Regions from separate parts of the Rattus norvegicus genome. Here region 2 is linked to region 1. A link is a contact called in public Hi-C data. All regions are on one chromosome and are shown on one strand. Each heading gives the region's core, a stretch centred on a gene start, on an enhancer-like site or on the middle of the called end of the contact. The rest is flanking DNA. Distances are from core to core; before and after follow the strand shown.

What was found. A called contact is a pair of places that touch in the nucleus more often than the background predicts.
Region 2: a contact with region 1 is called in a Hi-C map of liver, with 3 times the contacts expected there. The contact joins the enhancer-like site here to the promoter of Tlr3 in region 1. A contact is called at or near these places in 4 of 12 Hi-C or Micro-C datasets (hepatocytes, kidney, liver and 1 more).

What each region holds. Positions count from the first base shown.
Region 1 is chr16:53,553,466-53,556,503 of GRCr8, forward strand. It overlaps Tlr3 (toll-like receptor 3), which reads left to right and starts at 1,451. Exons shown (of 7, transcript NM_198791.2): 1 at 1,451-1,552; 2 at 1,666-1,860. LOC134482381 (a long non-coding RNA gene) reads right to left here and starts at 1,483. Exons shown (of 2, transcript XR_010058394.1): 1 at 1,344-1,483; 2 at 1-803.
Region 2 is chr16:53,615,202-53,618,194 of GRCr8, forward strand. All of the region lies in intron 1 of Fam149a (family with sequence similarity 149, member A), which reads left to right. Among named protein-coding and RNA genes, the nearest start is that of Fam149a, 29 kb to the left of the region's middle. Within about 2 kb of position 1,325, at least 11 of the 93 cell types and tissues checked have an H3K27ac peak or open chromatin away from gene starts, as enhancers often do. A contact at or near this core is called in hepatocytes and liver, where this site is marked.

The DNA.
Region 1 (3,038 bases), core at 201-2,700:
TGTTAGCCATCTCCCAAGTGCTTGCTCAGTGAGCATGTATATTCCCTTCCCAATGTCCATTGCACACCTAATCTGGGCTTCTGATTGTACAACATTGAAGCCTGAGATGCCAATGAAGCCTGAGAGAGACTGGTGTTCCAAGAAGACGAGTCTCAACTATAGAGGCACTCATCAGACCTCCACAACGGATTCACAATCAAACTCGGCTCCATGCTGATATCCGCTTGGTCAAAGCTAGCCAAGCCAAGAGTCAGTGTAGGAGAGGGCCACACAATGGCTGATTCTCTGTCAGGAGACTAGTCCTTCAGAGGCTAGCAAAAGTCATGCTCTTCTGCAGAATGGTGGCGGGAGAAGTATAACAACAAAAATGCAGCCTGACCTGTTTTCAAAGAACCCGCATAGGTGAAAGACTATTAATGCTTTGTTGGCCTCCAGGGGATCAATGCAGAGGACAACTGAGGACAACTGCTTGCTTATGGTGTGGAACTGAAGATATTACAAGTGAAAGAAAGGTGTGAGCAGGAGGTAACCACAGGGAGTAACCAGTTGGGGCCACGCCACGGAAGGGCAATTTGCACTAGGATACAAAGTTACTTCTTACTTTCACTTCTGTGTGCATTCACCTTTCCCACTTTCACCTCAGCCTCAGTCAACAAAAGGAATCATTGTGGTGAGTTCTCAGGCTCTCCCCTCTCTAGGCTTCAATATGAGGAAATCAGGTCAGGTGCTCTCCCATTTCTTGTATGTTTTATCACGTTTTTAAACTACATCTCAACCTGGTGGTATATCCTGTCATTGCTCATCTGTAATGAAAGGAAAACCGAGTTCATTCTCATGCAATTACATTTCTTTAACCAAAACCTCAAAGCTAATCGAGGAGGAAGGAGTTAATCTGAACCGAATATGTTTGATGCCTACTGATGCCTAATTTGTGGATTCTGTGGAAAACTGGGCCTGCTTGAGCAAGAAAGGTTCTTTGTGACAGCCAGTGCTGGATGGAACTCCTCTCTCCCTCCCCTGTCCCTTCCCCCATTGTTATCCCCCCCACCCCACCCCGCCCCATTTGTTTCTGAGAGTTCCCTGTTACTGCTTTTGAGGCCGGACTTCCTGTGTCCTATATGTCTTCAACATTTCCTGCTGGAAAACTGGATGACCATTTTTACCCAGACTTTACTCATTTTGCGAAGAAAAGAAAGCAAGGTGAGTGAATGACTTTCGCTTTGTTTAGGCATGTCTGGTTTAGCCCACGGCTTGTTCCCGGGGGCCCCTCACACTTTGCCCCGATCCCCACCTACGCTCTGGCTTGCAGTCCCAAGCCTCTAACCATGTACTACTTAACTTACACAGGTTTGCAAGGATCTGAAAGTCACTGCAGAGGGCTCGACTCTGAAGCCAGGAACTTATTGACTCCCAGAGTTCCGCTTACAGCCAGCCAGCCACGGGTTCCTCTGCTTACACTTTTCTCCCTAAAGGTCAGTTTATGAATTCCAGGAGGTCCTTAAAAAGAAACAAGCAAACAACAACAACAACAACAACAACAACAACAAAAAGGGTAACAGTTCAATAACAATTTAACTATTCGCTGAAAATATCCTGTGTTTCTTTAATCATGATAACCTTTCTCCTCTCTCCTTTCTCTCTCTCTCTCTTTTTTTTAAACTTCAGTTTCACTTTCAGGATGGAAGGAAATGTCTGATTTAAAAAAAAAAGTCTGAATGAAAACTACGGCGATGCAGGATCTCAGGCTGGATAAAATCAGAATGTGCTTGGCTTTTGAGGTTAACACACCAGTTCTCTATCGGGGAAGTAAAACTGCCCGAGTCACAGTCAGGAAAGAAAAGAAGACAGAAGACGCTACAGGTATGAGGGGAGAAATGCACCATAATTCCAAATGTAAATTTAGCAACAAAATCTGATTTCTGTGGTGAAACGCCAAATGCAGAAAGCAGTGTTTAAAACAACAGCAGCAGCAACAAAAATGCTTCCTCTGTAGACTTCTCTTGGAAAGATACTTCAAGAAAGCTTCCCGAGTTTTATAAAAGGCTTTAGGAAGGGGGTGAGGGTGGCTCTGAGGGAGCATAAGGGGTAAACAAGATTAAAAAACACATGTATGTGTAGTGTATTGTATAAATTCATTATAAAGTAAGTAAAAGAATTATACTAAAAGGTAATTAAAATGCTTTTTTGTTTTGTTTTGTTTTTAAATCACCTTTGCCTTAAAAAAACAAAATCCTAGAAGGTTAAAAAGTCCTCTCTATTTAGTTGCCTAGAAAGGAAGATCCGGCATTCTATGACAATGTTCTTGAGAAAGGAAGAATTCTCAGATGTGTCTAGGAACTGGCCAATCGCTTTCTGTTATAGAATAAAGAAGGAGGACAGGAGAGGAGGGCAGGCTGTTCCGGAAGTTGGATAGTAAAGCCAGAAACCAGGCTGAGACGTTATGGAGAGAAATCAGTCAACCTTCAAGATAGGGAAGTTATCATAAGCTCTTCTCACGACTTTATAATGTGATTATGTGCTGATACGTATCTGATATTGCAAAGGTTATAAGCCAGGCTACAAATCATGGCTAACTCCAGGTATTCTCTCCCCACACTTCTCGCCTTGGCCATAATACATGCAGCCTCTCCCTTGAATGAAGAAATATAATTCTATGTATCTTCAAAAATACGTTCTCAAAATCAAGATCTTCTCTCTCCCGCTCCTCCCTGCCTCTCATTAAGAATCAGTCAGTAGTAACTTTTTCTTCATTCTCCTTTCATATGTTAGCTGTATTTTTGTTTGTTTGATTGAAACATGTCTTTGCATAAGTCAAACTACTTTCCCATTTTTTTTCTCAGTTGTTCAGCTGGCTGTGGAGTTTGGAGTTTAATTTACTTTATCCTAAATGTTTTGAAAGCTTTACCATTAACCATGAGTTACCTATTAACTTGTGTGACTGATGAAAAGGGTTTTATTAAAAAGGATCTTTTTCCATTGGAAATAATTGATGATATGACCTCCTTATAAGCTGTTTAGAATTTGTCCCCCTCCTCTCT
Region 2 (2,993 bases), core at 75-2,574, 62 kb after region 1:
AAAAAAATGGGTCTTACAGAACTCCATTGAATTCATTTTTCCAATGTACTAAATTGAAATGTGAATTTTCCATTTCTCTGATAAAGCGTCGTACTAATGACAATATCGTGTTTCTGTCCAACGACTAATGTCCTTTATAGATTTCACCCTCTCTTTTCAGAGTTTGGCCATGTGTTTTATCGTGAGTAATATACTAACCTTGCATCTTTCTGTGATCTTGGGTAAAATAGTGAACTTCATGGAATTTTAAATTTTTTTCTCGTTCTTTATAACAAGTCTTACAGTTTTTCATATGTGATCACTTCTCAGGTTAGCAATTCATTTGTTGCTAAATAATCGAACCCACAGAGTCTTCCTATCGCCCAGAGCGGGCTCGGGCTGTATACCCTGCAGACTGAATTACACGTTGATTACGCCTTGCAATTACCATCTCCCAGCCATCACCTTCTCTGCCTCAGATTTTTGACCTGCAGGGTGGTACTAATCACCGCAACCCTCAGTGTGTTTGTGGGGCCGATGGACCGTGCCACCAGACAGAAGAACTAGTCAGGTTAAGTGAGCTCAGACTCGGTGAATCTCAGCATTGAGAACAGTAGGAGTGGGATGTCGTCTCCCTGTCTGTCTCTACCTGCTCTGGAACACATAGTCATGACACCCCACTGAGGACCTTGCCAATCTGTCAGGAAGGGAAAACACTCACCCGGAGTCCTTCCCTATGCAAATAGAGCATCTCAAACTGAGCCAATAGGCAAGCATCTACCCCTGGACCCCGCCCTACTCCTCAATGTTTATAAAGTCCCTAACCACATGCAATAAAGTGCATACATTATTTTTTGCCGAGGATCATTTGAGAGTGGCTGTTTTACTGAGATGTAAACACTTGGGGAAGAGGTTTCTCTCCTGAAGCATTTATCAGTGGACCTTGGACCTGCCTGACTGGTCAGGCTCACCACCGCCCACCACTGCCAGCCACAGTCGCTCCTGTCGCAGGCACTGGCGCCGCTGCAGTATTGGACCAGACTCAGTACCCCGGCCACCCAAACCTCCTTGCTTCCCTTCTAAGGGCTGTAACACTTCTGGTTTTCCTGGCCCAGTCGAGGACCAAAGAACCTATTTGTCCTGATTCCACAGGGGACGACAATGTTAAATTTCAAACCCAGACAAACAACTGACGCACTTCCTTGGCATATCAAAACAGACCTCGCTTCCAGTTCTCCCAGCATCCCTCAGTTCCTACTTGTTCCACGGTATGGTATGGCTGTCACCCTGCCCCCTAACCTGAACTCTCCAGCCCAGAGACTGGGCTGCCCTTTGCCCAGAGGATTTTCCCTATTTAATCCAGCTATTTTGGCTGCCTGCCCTTTTTGTACCTTTGGTGTCCTGGCTACTGCACCAGGTTCTCCTCTCTCTCTTATCCCTTCCCCTCCCCCCTCTCCTGTCATGATCACTCTGGATTCTCCCAGATGTTCTGTCTCTGACTATGCTCGCCCACGTGTCTATAATAAAGTTTCTCCTCCACCATACCTAGGAGCAGTCAGATCCTTTCCTTTCCGTTTTATTCCTTCACAATAAACGGGGGTGAAACATGAGTATACTCTCTTATACCAAGCACTTACAGCAGGGCCTGACATACGGAACATGCTTTCGAAATGTTAGTAAACGTTGTGGGACATATTTGTTGTTTATAGATAAAAGAAGCATACAAGGAAAAGAACTCCAACGCAATTCAGACCCATGAGTTTGGGATGAGTCTTTATAAAGTAAATATATGAGGCCAGACTGGGCCAGTTTGTATAAAACGGCTTGCCCCTGACAATTTACACAATGTTGCTGACCTTGCTTTTCTCTTCTGTATGGGAGAGGAGCATCACTCAGGATAGGTTTCATGAAAAGAATTAGAATATGGGGGTTGGGGATTTAGCTCAGTGGTAGAGCGCTTGCCTAGGAAGCGAAAGGCCCTGGGTTCGGTCCCCAGCTCCGGAAAAAAGAACCAAAAAAAAAAAAAAAGAATTAGAATATGAAGCTTCCGGTCCTATTTGCCTGACAAACTGAAAGCTCTCCCTCCGTAGAGGAGGCACTTCCTGTGTGCTGTGTTTGCCAGGTAATTGCCACAGAAAGAGTGGTTTCTGATCTAAACAAGATTCCCCATCTCTTCCGGAATGAAAATCTAATAAATCCTAAATCTTGAAAAACAAACAAAACCTTAACAGATAAAGCAACAACAAAAAACACGGTCTATGGAAGGAGTCTAATGACAAAAAGGGATGTGGCGCCATCTATTGGAATTTTTGAGCATTGGGCTACAATATTTTCATATCAGAGCCTTGGATAGTAATTGGGGGAAAGAATAAGACGTTTAGTGCAAGTACTAAGTATAATTTTCAAATTTAACAATAATTTCATATTTGAGAAGGTTTTATTTTTAACACCTATTATTAAGGTGCATTTGGCACAGTGAACCACTCACCATTGATGTTGCCGAGTGTTTGTGCGTGTGTGTGTGTGTGTGTGTGTGTGTGTGTGTGTGCGCGCGCGCGCGTGTGTGTGTGTGTGTGTGTGTGTCTGTGTGTGTATAGTTGTGCTTATAAAGGTGCATTCACTTGTCTTCTGGGCAGTGGTGGGCCGTCTAGATCCACTGAATAAGAAGAAGTTTATCACTTCATCACTGAAGCAGGAAGCGTCGTTCTAGACTTTGAAATTGGAACAAAGGTGGATGTGAACTGAATGCCATAGAAATAAATGAATATGGAACCATTCAGGTGTTGGACGGAACCCTCAGGAAATAGGAGTCAGGACAAAAGCTATGCATAATTGAGCAGTCCTGGTCTAGGCGTGCACTAGATGATCATCACTCCCGCTCAGATCCTGCACTTTGGTTGTCTAAGGCTCTGGAGGTAAGGCTGTCTCCCTAGGTAACACTAGGAGGTGGGTTCTGTTCAGGAATCAGATTCTACACGGCAGTGAAGCTGAGGTCAAAGGGTTGGCTTATAAAG